Regions from separate parts of the Oryctolagus cuniculus genome. Here region 2 is linked to region 1. A link is a contact called in public Micro-C data. All regions are on one chromosome and are shown on one strand. Each heading gives the region's core, a stretch centred on a gene start, on an enhancer-like site or on the middle of the called end of the contact. The rest is flanking DNA. Distances are from core to core; before and after follow the strand shown. Region 1 holds the start of DMXL1 (Dmx like 1). Region 2 holds the start of TNFAIP8 (TNF alpha induced protein 8).

Region 1 (7,917 bases), core at 1,980-4,479:
TGAGAGAGCAGCCTGGAGGCAGACAGCACGAGGTTCTAGACCTGCTGGCCGGGCACAGGCAGGGCAGAATGAGACAAATGCACAATTCACCTTTACCCGCTCCAACTTCTTAGCTTACTAATCTTCTCATAAGGTCAGTTCCAGAAAGTTCCTGCTTAAGTCAGGAATGGGTTTAGAACTGAGCAGCTCTGCTACACTAAGGGGATGATCTATGTGAACAGCAGTTTGGAGATGCTAGATGACAATTACAAGACATTGTTTTGGACTAAGCTCTTGCGCAGGCCTGGCCTAAAATAAAAATGGTGTCACTTATACTACAGTTCTAGCCATCAAACTGAAGCTGCTTTTCTGACCTTGTCAGAGATCACAAATAGAGAGATAACAGCCACATTTCCTGAACAGGTCAGTTTCTACTGGCATTATATGAAATTTTCCTCTGCTTCAAGCCTTGCACAAAAGAAGCAACCTGAAGGAAAGCTACTTTGGAAATGACCAATCTGGTTTTTGCTTGTTTCTGCTTTATTGTCACTTTTTGGTCTATAAAACCAACTTCTTTTACTCACTCCATAAGACCATGAAATATAGTGTTTTCTGATTCTAGAATTGAAAATAATATCAGTGATGATCTTTAAATGAACTGCTACAACTTTGTTCTTTTATACAGGCAAAGGGGTTTGCTGTGGCCACCTCTCTGGGACAGCTTTTTCAGAGAATCTTTTATGTGTACATCAGTCAGGTCTTAGTTAATTTTATCCTTGTATTCAACTGTTAGTATCTGTTCTGTGTTATAAGAAGTGCTGTTTATGTACTAAGTTAGGTTGCAATTCCTTACTTAGGGGCTCAGAGTATGGAGGCATCCCCAGGCCAAATTTAGATATTTTATTTCTATAGTTTTGGATCCAGACTAGAATGGCCACAGAAATCTGCAGTGGTCTCAAACACTGCCAAGACATTCGATTTGGACTGAAAGTCCAAAGCTCACTTTACAGAAAAACAAATTGAAGCACAAAGAGATTAAGTAACCTGTCCAAGTGAGTGCCTAGGGTGGGGTTCAAACTCAGTTTCAAAAGTTCATACTCATAGGCTAAAGGAACTTAAAGGAAAATTAACAGATGCACAATTTATAGAAATGATAATTCCAGGGGCTGGCACTGTGGCACAGCGGGTTAACGCCCTGGCCTGAAGCACTGGCATCCCATATGGGCGTCGGTTCTAGTCCCAGCTGCTCCTCTTCTGATCCAGCTCTCTGCTATGGCCTGGGAAAGCAGTACAAGATGGCCCAGGTCTTTGGGCCCCAGCACCCATGTGGGAGACCCGGAGGAAGCTCCTGGCTCCTGGCTTCAGATCGGCACAGCTCCGGCCCTTGAGGCCAACTGCGGAGTGAACCATTGGATGGAAGACCTCTCTCTCTCTCTCCACCTCTCCTCTCTCTGTAACTCTTTCAAATAAATAATTTTTTTTTAAAAGAAAGAATTCCAGACAAAATATTCTTGGTAAGTTAAACTTTCTACTTTTACAAATAAGGAAAACTTGAACATTTTACAAAGTCAGACAACTAGTTAATGCGAGAATCATGAATGGATCTCAGGGGTTGGTATTGTGGGGTAACGGGTTAAGCTGTGTGTGCCAGTTCCAAACTGGTTGCTCTGCTTCCAATCTTGCTCCTTGAAAATGTGCCTGGGAAGGCAGCAGAAGATGGACCAAGTGCCTGGACCCCTGCTATCCACTTGGGAGAGCCAAATGGTGTGTCCCGCTCTGTTGCGGTAATTTGGGAGTGAACTAGCAGATGGAAGATAACTCCCTGTCTCTGTTAAGAGCCTTTCAAATAAATACATAAAACTTAAAAGGGGGAAGTGGGACAGATCTCCTATTTTCCAACTACTAGGTCACTTATTTTTTTGTGCCTCATCGCATGCCCTTCAAAACCAAACACTGAAGTTTCAGCATTTAGCCCGGCAGCTGAGGAACCGGCTAAGATGCTTGCCTCACAGGAGAGTGGCTGGGTTCAACATTGCGCACCTGCTTCTGATCCAGCGTGGCTTTGGCCCCCATCCAGCCCTGGGCACGGCAGCCATTTGGGGAGGGAACCAGTGGATGGGGTGTGTGTGTGTGTGTGTGTGTGTGTGTGCGTGCGCGCGCACCTCTCGCAAACCGGACGGAATAAAGTGCATGAATGTATTAAACTAGGAGTCAGCCACGGAATTTATGTAGGACTCACACAACCACATGAACAATCCTGATTTAAGGTCTAAAATACAAAATTAATCTAAAGTCACTTTAACATGTCAAGTAAGTAAAAGAAATTAAAGAGGTATAACAAAAATTTTAAAACTGTTAAACCTCAAAGTTTTTTTTTTTTTTTTTTAATGTATAAACGGCTCCATCCCTCATGTTTAGGAAGATACTAGGATAAATATCGGAATTCATTTTCTTTTAAGTTCGTCCAAGAACTTTCTTTTTCCCCAAAGTAACTTCTATTACAAGATAAACGTATATGGCAGAAACGGAAAAGCAAAGGGAAACACTTATCGGCATTCCTCTCACCCAGTTTCAGTTTGAAGTCTTTCTGTTTAAGGGTATGCCGCAGAAAACGAACGCAGCAATTAAAGACATAGTCTCTGCTCACCGCCAGTAGGGTCGGAGCACGCCGGGAGCAGGCCGCCTACGCTCCTCGGACCTGCATTACCTCAAAACCCGGGTCCCCACACAGTCCGACTCGGCTGTCAGGAACGCAGGCTTTCAGAACCGCCCGGTCTCGCTAGCAGTGACCGCGCAGCGGGCGGGGACCGCCGCTCCCAGAGTCGCCCGCGGCGCCCTGGCGCGGTGCATGCTGGGACTTGTAGTCCAGGCCGGGCCGAGCAAACTGGGGCTCCGCGTCTAATGCGCTCCTCTGCCGTAAACTTCCCGGCCCAACGGTCAGCTGAAGCCGTCATCTACACCCTCCTGAGATAAACCGCATCTCATTCCAGGTTCACGAGGCTGCCGCTGGGCCCCTTGAACCCAACGCTCAAACGCACTGCGGGCTCCTTCCTAAGCCTCACGGAGATTGGTCTGCGCTCAGCATGGGGCGGAACCCTGGCTGGAATGGCGGTCCGGATTGGCCAGTTTAGGAGTTTTTTTTGGGGGGGGGACGGTTTACTTGCAGAGATGTGCGCTGTGATTAAAAAGTGAGTCCTTTGCCACAGCCGTCCTGCTCGCGGGGGAAATCTCGCGATGTTTCGGCAGCAGGGACCCCGAGCCGCGTCGTGAGCTGCGGAGGACCGTGGCGGCGGCGGGCACCGGCGCCGGGAAGGGACAGGTCGGGCGGGAGGGCGCGCGCGCCGCTGTCCTCGGTCGGGGCCTCGGACCCGGGCCCGGAGGCGGTGTGCGCTCGGCGCGGCTCTCCCGGCCCGAGCTCGGCCCCGGGCGGCCTCGGGGCTGCACCTGGGCCCGCGCGGGCGGTGACAGGTGCGCGCAGCAGCGCGGCGCTCGGCCGGCCCGCCCCCTCCGGGGCTCGGGATGCGCTGCGGGCCCCGGCGGAGCGGCTCGGATCGCTGCCGGAGAGCGGCCGCCGCCCCTGAGGGCGCCGCGGCGGGTCTGAGGCGCCGTCATGAACCTGCACCAGGTGCTGACGGGGGCCGTGAACCCCGGCGACCACTGCTTCTCCGTGGGCAGCGTCGGCGACCAGCGCTTCACGGTGAGTGCGGGAGCGCGGGAGGCGTCCGCGGCCCGGCCGGGCCTGGGACCGCGGGGCCGGGCGCGGCGCTGCGATCGTGGGGGCTCGCCCCGGCCGCGGATCCCCGGCGGCCTTCGCTGAGTAACGGGCTGGGCGGGGGGCGGCTTTGGAGTGTCCCCGCTTCGGGGCCCCCAGAGGTTAGATTTAGGCGTGGCTGGGGCTGGTTTCACGTGTTAAGGTCAAAAGTGGAGTCAAAGCCAAAGCGAGTCCTTGAAAGCCGTTGCTGGCGCTGAGTGAGCGACGTGGGGAAAACGCGGCTTTTTCGTCTAATTTTGTTTTTCTACTTGGGATTCACCGAGGAGTAACTGGAAGGAGAAAGTGTTTTCCGTCGAGAAGTCCCAGCGCCCTTTCCAGTCCCGCAGCCCTGGAACACGGGATTGGTTTTAGATTGTCCAGCTCAGCTGCCCGCCTCTGCCTCGCAGTGGGCATTCCGGGCCGGAGCGTTCCTGGAAGCGACTCGCTGTGTCCTGGCCGCCAACAGATGCCGCAGACCTCGGGCCGCCTCCCGCCCGGCGGAGTTTTATGCCTGCACTACAGTTTTGAGAAGCGCTTCCAACCGGGACCATTGCACCTGACCCCCTTTAAAACATAGTTGATAGTGCCGGGGAATTTGGCTGCAACTTGTGTAGCTGTTTCTTCAACTGCAACTAAAAGTAAAACTCAGTTTCGTTTAAGTAAAACAAAAGAAACAGCTTTCCCAAGTGTAGTCATCTTGGACTTCGAGTGTCACAGTTTTCCTCTCTGCTCTTGGCCTTTTTTTTTTTTTTTTTTTTTTATGGCCCTTGTCAGTCTCAGCTGTAATACTCCGCGTCTAACATGGTGTAGGCATTTAGTGCTGGAATTGGAGAGTTGTGCCAGCCAAGCACTTTGCTCGCAGTGGAGGCTGTCTCTCCCCTGTAGAGGGACTCACAGGCACCAGAGTTTGCAGGCCAGACTAGCAGCTGGTAAGATTCTGCTCCTAAATGTTTGCCTAGCCCTAACAGGCAAATGACTGAGCTCTGTGCCTTGCACAGGGCAACTGTAGCCTCCCTACAGCTGGGAATTGCTCTCAGCTTGTGTAAAGGAGGCAAATAAACAATATTAGGTTTTCCAAGTGGAAAGCTATGGAATATTATTGTTACATTCTCTGTCACCTTCTCAAGTTATGTCTGTGCTGCCTCCAATGTCAGTTCAGAGAACTTGCCTCAGTAAGGCACTCAGAATCTATGTCAGCCAGTGATGTGAACTTCAAAGCATGTATAGTTTGATGGTTTATTTATATGCCTGGGTGCATTCCTCTGTAAAACCTTGGAAAACGTCTCTGTGTTATTTTTAAGGAGAGGTCAGTTAATGTGCCAAGGTTTATATGGTCATCCTACACCATCATGTCGCTTGTTGTTCAGTTCTGTATTTTAAGTCCATTTCCATAGAGCAGGCTTTAATTATCTCCCACCAAGTCTGCTGCAGCTTTCTCATAGTCCTCTGGAAGCATTCCTCTAAACAAGCTATTTTTTTTTTTTTTTTTTTTTTTTGGTTTAGTATAATGAGATTCCAGCTCTTCATTTTGGTAATAGTTTAAGGATTCATAGTAAGGATTTTCTCTGCAGATAATCCATTCCTGACTCTTGAATGTAGAATTAAGTTGGTTGCCTTCAGTTTCCTGGACACTTAAATAACACTTTAAGTTTATCTCTTTTGTTTTTTTTTTAGGATTTATTTTATTTATTTGAAAGGCAGAGTTAGAGACAGAAAGAAATCTCTTACCTGCTGTTTCACTTCCCAGTTGGCTGCAATGGTCAAAGCTGTGCCAGGCCAAAGCCTTGAGCCTGGGAATCTATCTGGGTCTCCCACGTGGGCATCAGGGGCCCAAGCACTTGGGCCATCTTCTGCTGCTCTCCCAGGCGCATTACCAGGGAACTGGATTGGAAGCAGAGCAGCCAGAACTCGGACTGGCACTCATATGGGATGTCAGCGCTCTAGGCCACAGCTTAGCCAGCTTTGCCACAGCCCCCAAGTTTATCTCTTGAAATTGTCCCTTTTCCTTGTCTCATGTCCGCGAACAGAATCTATTGTTTCCGTCTTGAGTTGTAACTTTTTTAGGTTGCGACTTCTCTATTTGATAGGAAGACAGCAAACATCAATGATAGGGTGTGATGAATACAAGATCTCTCTCAATTACAGTTTTCCTTGAGGTAGAGATGTGAGATCCTCCTCTTATATTCCTCCTTGGAGAATATTTTTGCCCCTTCTGGTACATTTCTGCCATCTCATAAAACAGCCCCATGTTTGTATATCCTCCCTTTGCTTTTTTTCAGATAACTCCCTTTCTTGCTTTGAAAGATTACGGTAGACCAGATCCTGTTTTCTGCAGAAAGTCTGATAGGTTTCAAGTGTAAAGGAAATTGATGCCAGTTCTCATTTTTTGAGATGTAAAAATATGCAATTACTAATAGATATTAGTATATATTTTTACTACTTAAACTGGCCTCAAGTTATTTTGACTTTGCCCTCAGTAAGAAAGCTTCTAGTAGGTGTCTGTTAGACTTCCAAAGCGCTCTGTTTGGACTTTGATTATATCATTAGCCAGTCTTCCCTTGTGTAAGTGTGCATTCTCTCTGGCTTCATTGTGAGCACCTAGAACAGTGATTGGGGAAGTGATGTTACCTGATGGTGCAGTCATTACCTGGATTTGATTTCCGCGTGGTCTCTTATAGTTAACTGTTTATGCATGGGTAAATTCTTTTACAGTCTTTGGAGTTCTGTTTTTTTCTCATCTGTAAGGGAGAACTGCAGTAGTACTTACAGAGTTGTTGACAAACTGCTAACTCTAAGCTCATGGCTTAGCACATGTGAAACTCTTTCAGTGCTGTTTTGTAACATTAAGATTATATTCATTTTGATTCCTGATGCTAAAAATTAATAAATACTGGTTGGGAGGCCAATGCTGTGGAGCAGGTAGAGCCACCACCTGCGGTGCAGCATCCCTTATGGGCACCGGTTCGAGTCCTGGCTGCTCCTTTTCCCATCCAGCTCTCTGTCATGGCCTGGGACAGTAGTAGAAGATGGCCCAAGTGCTTGGGCCCCTGCCCTCGCATGAGAGACCTGAAGAATCCAAAGCTGGGCTTTGGATCAGCCCAGCTCCAGCCCTTGCAGCTATCTGGGGAGTGAACCAGCAGATGGAAGACCTCTCTCTGTCTCTGCCTCTGCCTCTCTGTAGCTCTGACTTTCAAATAAATAAATAAATCTTAAAAAAAAAAATACTGGTTGAATGGATTGATAGAAAATTTTTAAGGAAACCTACTGCAGTATAGGTAATACTTTAAGCAGCTTAAATAATTTAGATTTGAATCCAAATAAAATATTTCTATTAAAATTTCTTTAAACATTTCATCAGTGTTAGGTGAACAACCAGAGAGTGCTTCAGGTATGCTTAAAGCAAATTTTTTTTTTCTCTTGTTTGTTGGAATGCTTTCTTCACTCCTTTCTTTGTTAATTTTCTACCTACCAATGTTAGAGTGAAACTATTTGTACCATCTGGGCCTGATTGTTGACAACTGTTGTAATTATAATTATTCTGGTTATAAAGGACAAATTAAAAAGCACAGTTAATTAGAATTTAAATTTCCTAATATTTTTGTGTATACTGATAACATTATAGATTTTTTTTTCTTTTTCTTTTGTAATTTATCCATCCTCTACTGTTGAAATTGTGTTTTGAATGAGATGGAAACTGTTTTGAATGAAATGGAAAGACTTTTTTTTAAGGATGTATTTTATTTATTTGAAAGACAGTTGCATAGAAAGGTAGAGACAGAGGGAGAGATCTTCCATCCTCTGGTTCACTCCCCAGATGGCTGTAACGGCTGGAGCTGCACAGATCCAAAGCTAGGAGCCAGGTGCTTCTTCCATGTCTCCACGTGGATGCAGGGGCCCAGGGACTTGAACCATCTTCCACTGCTTTCCCAGGCCATAGCAGAGATCTGGATCGGAAGTGGAGCAGCTGGGACTAGAACCAGCACCCATATGGGATGCCAGCACTTCAGGCCAGGGCATTAACCTGCTGCACCACAGCACCGGTCCCCTGGAAAGGATTTCTTTTCTTTCTTTCTTTTTTTTTTTTTTTTTTTTTGGACAGGCAGAGTGGACAGTGAGAGAGAGAGAGACAGACAGAAAGGTCTTCCTTTACCATTGGTTCACCTTCCAGTGGCCGCCAGGGCCTGCAC
Region 2 (7,917 bases), core at 3,109-5,608, 190 kb after region 1:
TTGCCCCTCTTCCAGGCCAGCTCTCTGCTGTGGCCAGGGAGTGCAGTGGAGGATGGCCGAGGTGCTTGGGCCCTGCACCCCATGGGAGACCAGGAAAAGCACCTGGCTCCTGGCTCCTGCCATCGGATCAGCGCGGTGCGCCGGCCGCAGCGCGCCGGCTGCGGCGGCCATTGGAGGGTGAACCAACGGCAAAAGGAAGACCTTTCTCTCTGTCTCTCTCTCTCACTGTCCACTCTGCCTGTCAAAAAAATAAAGAAAGAAAGAAAGAAAAATAAAGAAAAATGCCTGCACTGGGGACCGCACTTCTGTAGTCACTTTTAAGGATGAGATCAGATGTTCTGATAATGCCCCCAAAATAATTAAGACTGGAAGGATACAGTTGAAGCATGCACGTTCATGTAAAACTTTTTGGAAAGTGGTGAAATGATTGCCATGGTTTAAATCAGGCATATTAATCACTGTACTCCCACAAAAAAAAAATAAATAAATAAAAGTGGCTGCAACACAGAGGCCTCAGAGTTTTCTGCGGGCTGTATTTCAGCTGTACACTCTTGCTTTAGTATTTCACGACGGGCCGGAAAATGCACTTGCCTTTCTTCCCTCTGCCTGAAGTGCTTTTCTCTGCTTGGCAAACTCCAGTTCCTCCTCTTTGCCGGGGTTGGATGGTCGCCTCTCTGAAATCTCCCCCGCCCCCCCCCAGAGAATGTGAGTCACTTCCTGTCTCCTCCCCGAGTGTGTGTGCATACATTTTTAGTGCATATGTCACAGTGCCAGGCAGTTCTTTCTTCACGTTCAAACAGAGGAGCCTCTTGTTGAGTAAGTATCGTGAAAGCTTGACGCAAGGCAGGAGTACTCGAGAAAACCGGGCAGACGATTTTAAAAAGCTTTGCAGCGTTGTCTATAGTTAGCTGTTTTACCTTCAGCTAGACAGTAGCAAAACTAGAATGCACAGTGTTATCTGAGGCACGAGCTACAGTAACTGCCGTTTTACTTCACACGTTATGTGATTTGTTTTGGTCTGAGAGGATGCATTCATCCAAACATGACTGCGAATATTTTAAAAGACATTTAGCAGGTGAATAATGAACTGCTTATTAAGAGCTTCCTAAATGCTCAGGCATTTTTAAAGTAAATCATCATTTGAGAGAGTGAAACAGAAAGAGCACCCAACTGCTGGGACTGTACCAAGTTGAAGCTGAAGCCAGGGACTCAGCCCAGGTCTCCCACCTGAGAGAGTGGCAGGAACCTGATTACAGGAGTCCCCGCTGCTCATCCTGGCTTCCCTTTGCATTAGCAAGAAGCGAGGGCCAGAGCCAGGACTCAGAACCACGTACTCTGAATCAGACACAGCAGGCATCAACTGCTAGGCTAAATGCCCTCCCCTTCAATGCATTTTTAGTCTCCAATTGGAAACACGCAAGAGGTAACTTGACCCATGTTTCCATTGGCTCAAGTAGGACAGGAAAGCAAATTTCTGATTTCTAAGCATCACCCCGCTGTGACAGAAGGGAGGGGGGAGTCCCATGTCTTTACTCAAGTTAAAGGGAAGAAAGAATAGTTAATAAATGGTTTTGTTGTATTTATTTGAAAGGCAGAGGGAGGGGAGAGAATCCCCCAGCTGATTCACTCCCCAGATGCCCACAACAGCCAGGAACCCAGTCAAGGTCTCTCCGGGGGATGGCTGGGAACCGACTACTTCAGCCAGCATCTCTGCCTCTCAGGACTGCATTAGCAGGAGGTGAGAATCAGGAGCACAGCCAGGACCCGAAATCTGGCACTCCAGTGTGGGATTCGGGCATCCCAAGAGTTGTCTCAACTGGAGTAGCAGTTCTGTTTGTGACAGTAAGTCGCCTGAGACTGCAGAGGTAACCCCGGGCAAGGCCTCCCTGCCTGGTTCCCGCCATGAGCTCTTGAGGTCAGGATGGTCCCAGGAAAGTGGGCTGTGCTGCACGGGTGGTCAGACCCCTGGAGAGCTCTGAACCGTGTACTTCTTACATTTTGATACTTTTATGCTGGGCAGCTAAAGTCCAGAAATTGGAAAGTTATGGTAAAAGAAAAGGGTTACTGGCCTGAAGCACCGGCATCCCATATGGGCGCCGGTTCTAGCCCTGGCTGCTCCACTTCTGATCCAGCTCACTGCTGTGGCCTGGGAAAGCAGTAGAAGACGGCCCAACTCCTTGGGCCCCTGCACCCTTGTGGGAGACCCAGAAGAAGCTCCTGGCTCCTGGCTTCGGATCAGCCCAGCTCCGGCCATTGTGGCCAATTGGGGAGTGAATCATCAGATAGAAGACTTCTCTCTCTCTCTCTCTCTGCCTCTCCTCTCTGTGTAACTCTGCCTTTCAAATAAATGTCTTAAAAGGGGGGGGGGGGCTAATGCTCAGAATATGACCCGAGAAGATGGAAGGGGGGGCCGGGAGGGGTGCAGGGGTGCAGCTTTTGGTGGCTGGGGCAGGAGGCTGAGAAAAATCTGTACTATTGACCCCTATATATTCTGTGACCTAGGAAGGGTGAGGGGTGGGCAAGGCTAGCCCCACCCCTCCCTCCCATCCATGGTGCAGGAAGACACTCAAGCTGCACAGAGACTCAGCTGATCTCAGAGGTCATGAACCTGCAGACCCATGGGTGTTGAGAATGATTGACAGGTGGGAACAGGGACAGGAGTGGGGGCGGGGCACTCTCGAGGCAGGGGCTGACCTGCTTGCCCTCCGTTTGGGCTGGCAAGAGGGCGGAGGACAAGCCAGATGAGGAAGGGAAGCAGGTGGGGGCCGCGGGCAGAGGCTGCCTGGGGCGTGGGAGGTCAGCCCCGGGAAGGGAGACTGAAAGGAACCGGGGTGGAAGCGCCCGTGGGGTGGGGGTTCCTGACGACCTGCAGCCTGGGTGACCGTGGCGCAGTCGCACGCAGGACGCCTCCTCTCTCTCACAGAGCTTTGTGCTGCCCCACAGCCCTGCCCAGACTGGGACTTGCACTGGTGGTGACCAGTATCACTGCCCGTGGGCATTCGGGGATGGCTCCAGATGACCTGGGTATGAGGGAGGCTGCGAGCGCCCCGACCTCTTTAACCTATTGCAGCTGGGTTACCGCGGACCCCAGAGGTGTTTAGAAAATGCCCGCCTTGTCCCCTGCCTGCATCCCAGCCGCACCATTGAGCCTGCCAATCCACACAGGGGTAAATCGTCCCTGACAACACTTCCCTCACCGCCCCTCCCCTCCCCTCCATCCCATTCCAACCCCTCCCATTCCTCCTCCCACTCCATCTCATTTATCCCATCCCATCCATGCCAACCCCTCCCATCCCTTCCCACCCCATTCATCTCAACCCCTCCCAGTCCACTCCTTTGACCCCTCCCCTCCCATTCCTCCCTCCCATTCCATTTCATCTGTCCCATCCCATCCATCCTACTTCCCACTCCCTACGTCCCCTCCCCTCCATCCTGTGTACACCCTTAATCCCGCTCCGCTCCACCCTCAGCCTGCGCTGGTCTCTAACCGCCCTGGCCACCTGCATCAGTTGGAGTTTTCAGGAACTCACATGGTGCTGTGTTACAGCTCCTTAGTTTCTCAGTCCCTTAGGAGTTTCGGCGCGACGCAATCCAGGTGCCGGCAGACTACGTTGCGTTCTCGGGGCTGCAAGGCAGCAACTGTTTGCTTGCTTACTTGGAGTTTTAGCAAAATTCCCTTTCTGCGGATGCAGGGCGGAGACACCCCCCCATCCTCCCGTGGCTGCTGGCGTCAAGGGAGGTGCGCCCCCAGCTCTGTGCGGCGTGGCGTTGAGGTCTGCCCGGCTGCTGGCTGTGAGGGCTGCGCGGGGCCCTGCACCCCTCGGACTAGGTCTCCCCCGCGCCAGGGCTCTAGCAGAGGGGAGACCCAGCGGCTGCTGCCCCCTGCTGGACAGCGCTCAGCCGGCTGCCCCCAAGGCCTCCAGGCCCGGACGTCGCCCGCCAATGGGAACCAGGAGTCGGGCGCGCGTCACCCGTCGCCGGGCAGACTTCGGGCCAACAGAGAAGAGAGAAAAGGAAAAGTCAAAGGCGACAGCGACGCGGGCGCGGTCACGGACTGTGCTCATCACGACCAGGCACACGGGCTGCAGCCGGGCCCCGCACACGTGCCTGCTCCGCGCCAGGCCCGGGGCGAACGTGCACCAGTCGTCTAACCAGCTCCGCCTGGACAAGGCGGGATGAACCAGGCGGGGCTGGCAGTTCTGCAACTTCAGAAAGTCCGGCGGCCAGAGGGGCGGGCGGCCCCAGCCCCCGGCACCCACAGGTGTGCGCGCCGGGGCCGCTCGGACCCTCGGCGCCCCGCCCGCGCGCTCGGCTCCTCCTCCCCCGCGCGCTCCTCCCCACTCCCCGGGCCGGGCGGGCCACGCCCGGGGACCCCTCCCGGCTCCGCCCCCGGCCCCGGCCCCGGCCCCCGGCTCCTCCCGCGCGCGCCCGCCCGGCCCGCGCTGGCTGAGAGGTCCGTGGACGCCCGCGAGCCACCGATCGCCCCCGAAGCCCTCGCGTCTCCGCGCCTGCTCCAGTAAGTGGGGGAGTGCGGGGAGTGCGCGTGGAGCGGGGCGCCCACCCTCGTGGCCCCTGGGCGCCCGGCCCGGAGTCCCGGGCTGCGCGGCCGGCCGCGTCCCCTCCGCGCCCGGCTTCCGTCGGCGCGGCTGCCGCGGGGGCGTCCCGGCCGCCGCACCAGTGGGCGTCCGCGCTGGCCCACGCTGCGGGCAGCGATGCCCGCCGGGCCCCTGCCCCAGCCCGGCGCTGGGCTGCCGCCGCCGCAGCAGCTTTGCTTTGAGAACTTTTAGGAGACTTCCTGTGAGTTGTGTGCGTGCGTGCACGCGTGTGCCTGCCTGTCCATGGGTATATGGGCGTCTGTGCGCGCGCAGTCCACGTGTGGCGTGGGCCCTTCTACGTGTGTTTACGTGCATGTGTGCACGCGTGTGTCTGTGTGTCCACGTGTGTATGGGCATATGTGCGCGCGCAGTCCACGTGTGGCGTGGGCCCGTCCACGTGTGTTTACGTGTGCACGCGTGTGCATAGATGTTCGTGTGTGTTTTACTTGTGTGCATGCACCTGCCGCCAGGTCACCGGGGACCCAGCCCCGCTGGTAGGCGCCAGGCCCACTCTCAGGCCTGGGCACCTGGAAGATGTTTATGGACGCAGTGACCTCAGACCGAGTTTCTCAGCCTTGTCACGAGACAGCCTGGTCCAGAGCGGAGTCTGGAAGGGATGAAGCGGTGGAGTGCCTGCAGTTGACACCTGAAAGGCGAAAGTCCTCGGGCTGCTTATTCAGTCTCAGCTGGGGGTTAGGGGTCAGTACTCTCCCGGTGCAGGGTGTATTTGCGCCTGTTTTTGTTTTTTTAAATCCGACGATATTTGCACCCTTAAAACGGCAGTTGTTGCTCCCCTGGTTTCTTAACCTGTGAGCTGTTGGCCCGGTGCACAGGTTCCCCTCTGGTCGTGAGGGTCTCTGAGTTCTCATCTCATAAAACCCCCTGCCTCCTCCCACTCCCCAGACAAGAAAGCCTTGTGAGGCAGGCGGGGAGGGAAAGGCAGAGAGGGGCAGTGTTTCACTGAGGTGCGAGGCAGGGAGAGCGGGCTTGGCCCACCCTCGCCTGCGCTGCCATTTCTCTCCTGCTTTGTGTCAAGCAAAGGTGTTTCCACGCTGCTTTAACTACGGGAACGTTAGACTTTGCGCTGTAAACCTAGGACGCCATCTCTCTTTAAGGGAAGAAATAATTACTGAGTTTAATTAAACACCTCGAAACATTGATTGCCACCTTCTAATTAGATCTGCTGTGGGCTGCTAAGTCAGCGCTTTCCTGTTACTATTCCAGCCGGTCACACAGCCCTTTGGCAGACGGCTGTAGAGGTGTCTTCTCCACACGCGTTGCCGCCCCATGGCACACGGGGTTATCTGTAAATTGAGTCAAGTTCAGGGAAGTGCGTGAGCGCCTGCCTCCTCGGGAACCACTGAGTGCCTTCTGTACTGGTTGTCTGGGTTCAGCTCTCTACTCTGCAAGCCAGGACATTCATCTAGATTAGCAGATGATTTAAGAATCACTGAATCATTCATTCAGCGGGGAAGGATCCCACCTCAAGGGTGGCACCCTGCACACATGGGCCTAGGACTGTCTCTTACTGGGACACTTTGGCTCTGCTGTGCCTTTTCTCTCCCTCTCTCTCTCTCTTTTTCTTTCTCTCTTTCTTTCTTTTTTAAGATTTTTTAATTTATTTGAAAGGCAGAGTTACAGATGGGGGGGAGAGAGAGAGAGAGAGAGAGAGAGAGAGAGAGGTCTTCCTTCCACTGGTTCACTCCCAAAATGGCCACAGCAGCCAGAGCTGAGCCAATCTGAAGCCAGGAGCTTCTTCCAGGTCTTCCGTGCAGTGCAGGGGCCCAAGGACTTGGGCCATCGTCTGTTGCTTTCCCAGACCAGAGCATAGAGCTGGCTCGGAAGTGGAGCAACCAGGACTCGAACTGGCACTCACATGGGATGCCGGCACTGCAGGCAGCAGCGTTACCTGCCACACCACAGCTTTGACCCCTCCACGGTGCCTTTTCCTCTGCTGTGTTTGGACTTAGCCACAAAAGGGGTAGTGGCGTGGGGAAATGTTCTCGGTTGTGGTCTTTGTGTTTCCTGCTCAGAGTGTGTCACCGGAGGGTGCTGGGCGTCTGTGCGGGGAGCGTGGTGAGGACCGGCAAGCACTGCGGGGTGGGGAGCACACGCGTGGGCTGGGAGCCCAGCATTTGGAGGCCCGCTCCCTGCAGTTGTTCTGTCGCAATTGGAGGAAAGGGCGTGTGGAGAGGAAGGGTTGCGTCCAGACCAGACGGTGCTCACTGGGAAACGCGGGCTGGGGGAGGAGCAGAGGCCTGGTGGTTTAAGGCTTGGGGAGCGTTGGTCCTCGAAGCGGTGGCTACCGGCTGTGCTCATCCATGCATCATTTCTCTCCCGCTGGCCACGGCCTCGCTCGGAAGCCAGCTGCCTTCATGGTCGCAGACAGCATGGCCACGTTCACAGTCCAGCTTAGCCCCTAGCCGCATCCGGCAGTCCCTTTTCCGTTCCCCCTCCATTGTGTCTGGCACAGGTGAGGGACTGGGTGTTGGGGTTCCTAACCCCCAGAAGCCGATGGGTAAGAGTCACCTGTTTTCTCCAGGGGGTACAGGGCCTCTCTTGGCCCTGAGCACAGGCACAGGGGCCAGTGTGTATGACACGAGCAACGGTTGACCCAGTTGGGCCTCCTCGGGCATCTGGCTCTGATGGGAAGTTGAGGAGAGCACCGTGGCGCCACAGCTGTCCTCGCCTGCCACATCCTGCCTGACATGCCAGACAGAGTGGCGGGGACTCCAGTAACACCCAGCAGTGCCTTGCCCCGCGGCTAAGGGCTCAGCTGAGGTGCTGAGGACCGGCCCCAGGGTCCCAGCTGATGGCTCTGAGGTCTGCCCTTCAGCTGAGAGGCATCAACCCCCAGGAGCAGCAGCAGGGGGCCAGAGCGCCGGCTGCACCTGCAGGCGAGACCATGTGCTCTCTCAGTATGCGCTGGAGAACAGCTCATTTTCATTTTCCACTTTGAAGAGGAAATGAGCCACAAGGTGCAGGGCAGATAATTCTAGAACGTCAGAGGCAAGAGGCGCCTTAGACTGCAGCTGGCCTGTGATCCTAGACCATCATGTTTGCCAGTCCTTGGGCCCGAAGGCATCCAGCCCAGAGGTGAGCACCATTCATGCACACAAGCATTTATTGAGCTCCTGCTGTATGCCAGTGCGGCACAACTCTCTCACATACGCAGGAAGGCCTGAAACACAAGAGGGAAAGGAACTGGGTCCCAGACGCGTGTTGGTGAGAAGGGGTCCCTGAAGCTGAGGCCCTGGGTGGAAGTGGGTTCAGGGTTCCATTGTGTTTCCCAAAGGGAAGCAGAGCCACCTCCTCAGCCAGG

Evidence for each region. Hi-C and Micro-C count contacts between places; a contact is called where the count stands out from the background.
Region 2: a Micro-C map of ear pinna shows a contact between it and region 1, with 7 times the contacts expected there. The contact joins the promoter of TNFAIP8 here to the promoter of DMXL1 in region 1. A contact is called at or near these places in 2 of 6 Hi-C or Micro-C datasets (ear pinna and an unstated tissue).

What each region holds. Positions count from the first base shown.
Region 1 is chr6:9,002,608-9,010,524 of mOryCun1.1, forward strand. DMXL1 (Dmx like 1) reads left to right here and starts at 3,230. Exons shown (of 43, transcript XM_070076031.1): 1 at 3,230-3,676. The coding sequence starts at 3,590. It also overlaps LOC108176450.
Region 2 is chr6:9,188,041-9,195,957 of mOryCun1.1, forward strand. It overlaps TNFAIP8 (TNF alpha induced protein 8), which reads left to right and starts at 4,359. Exons shown (of 2, transcript XM_008254930.4): 1 at 4,359-4,516. The coding sequence starts at 4,516.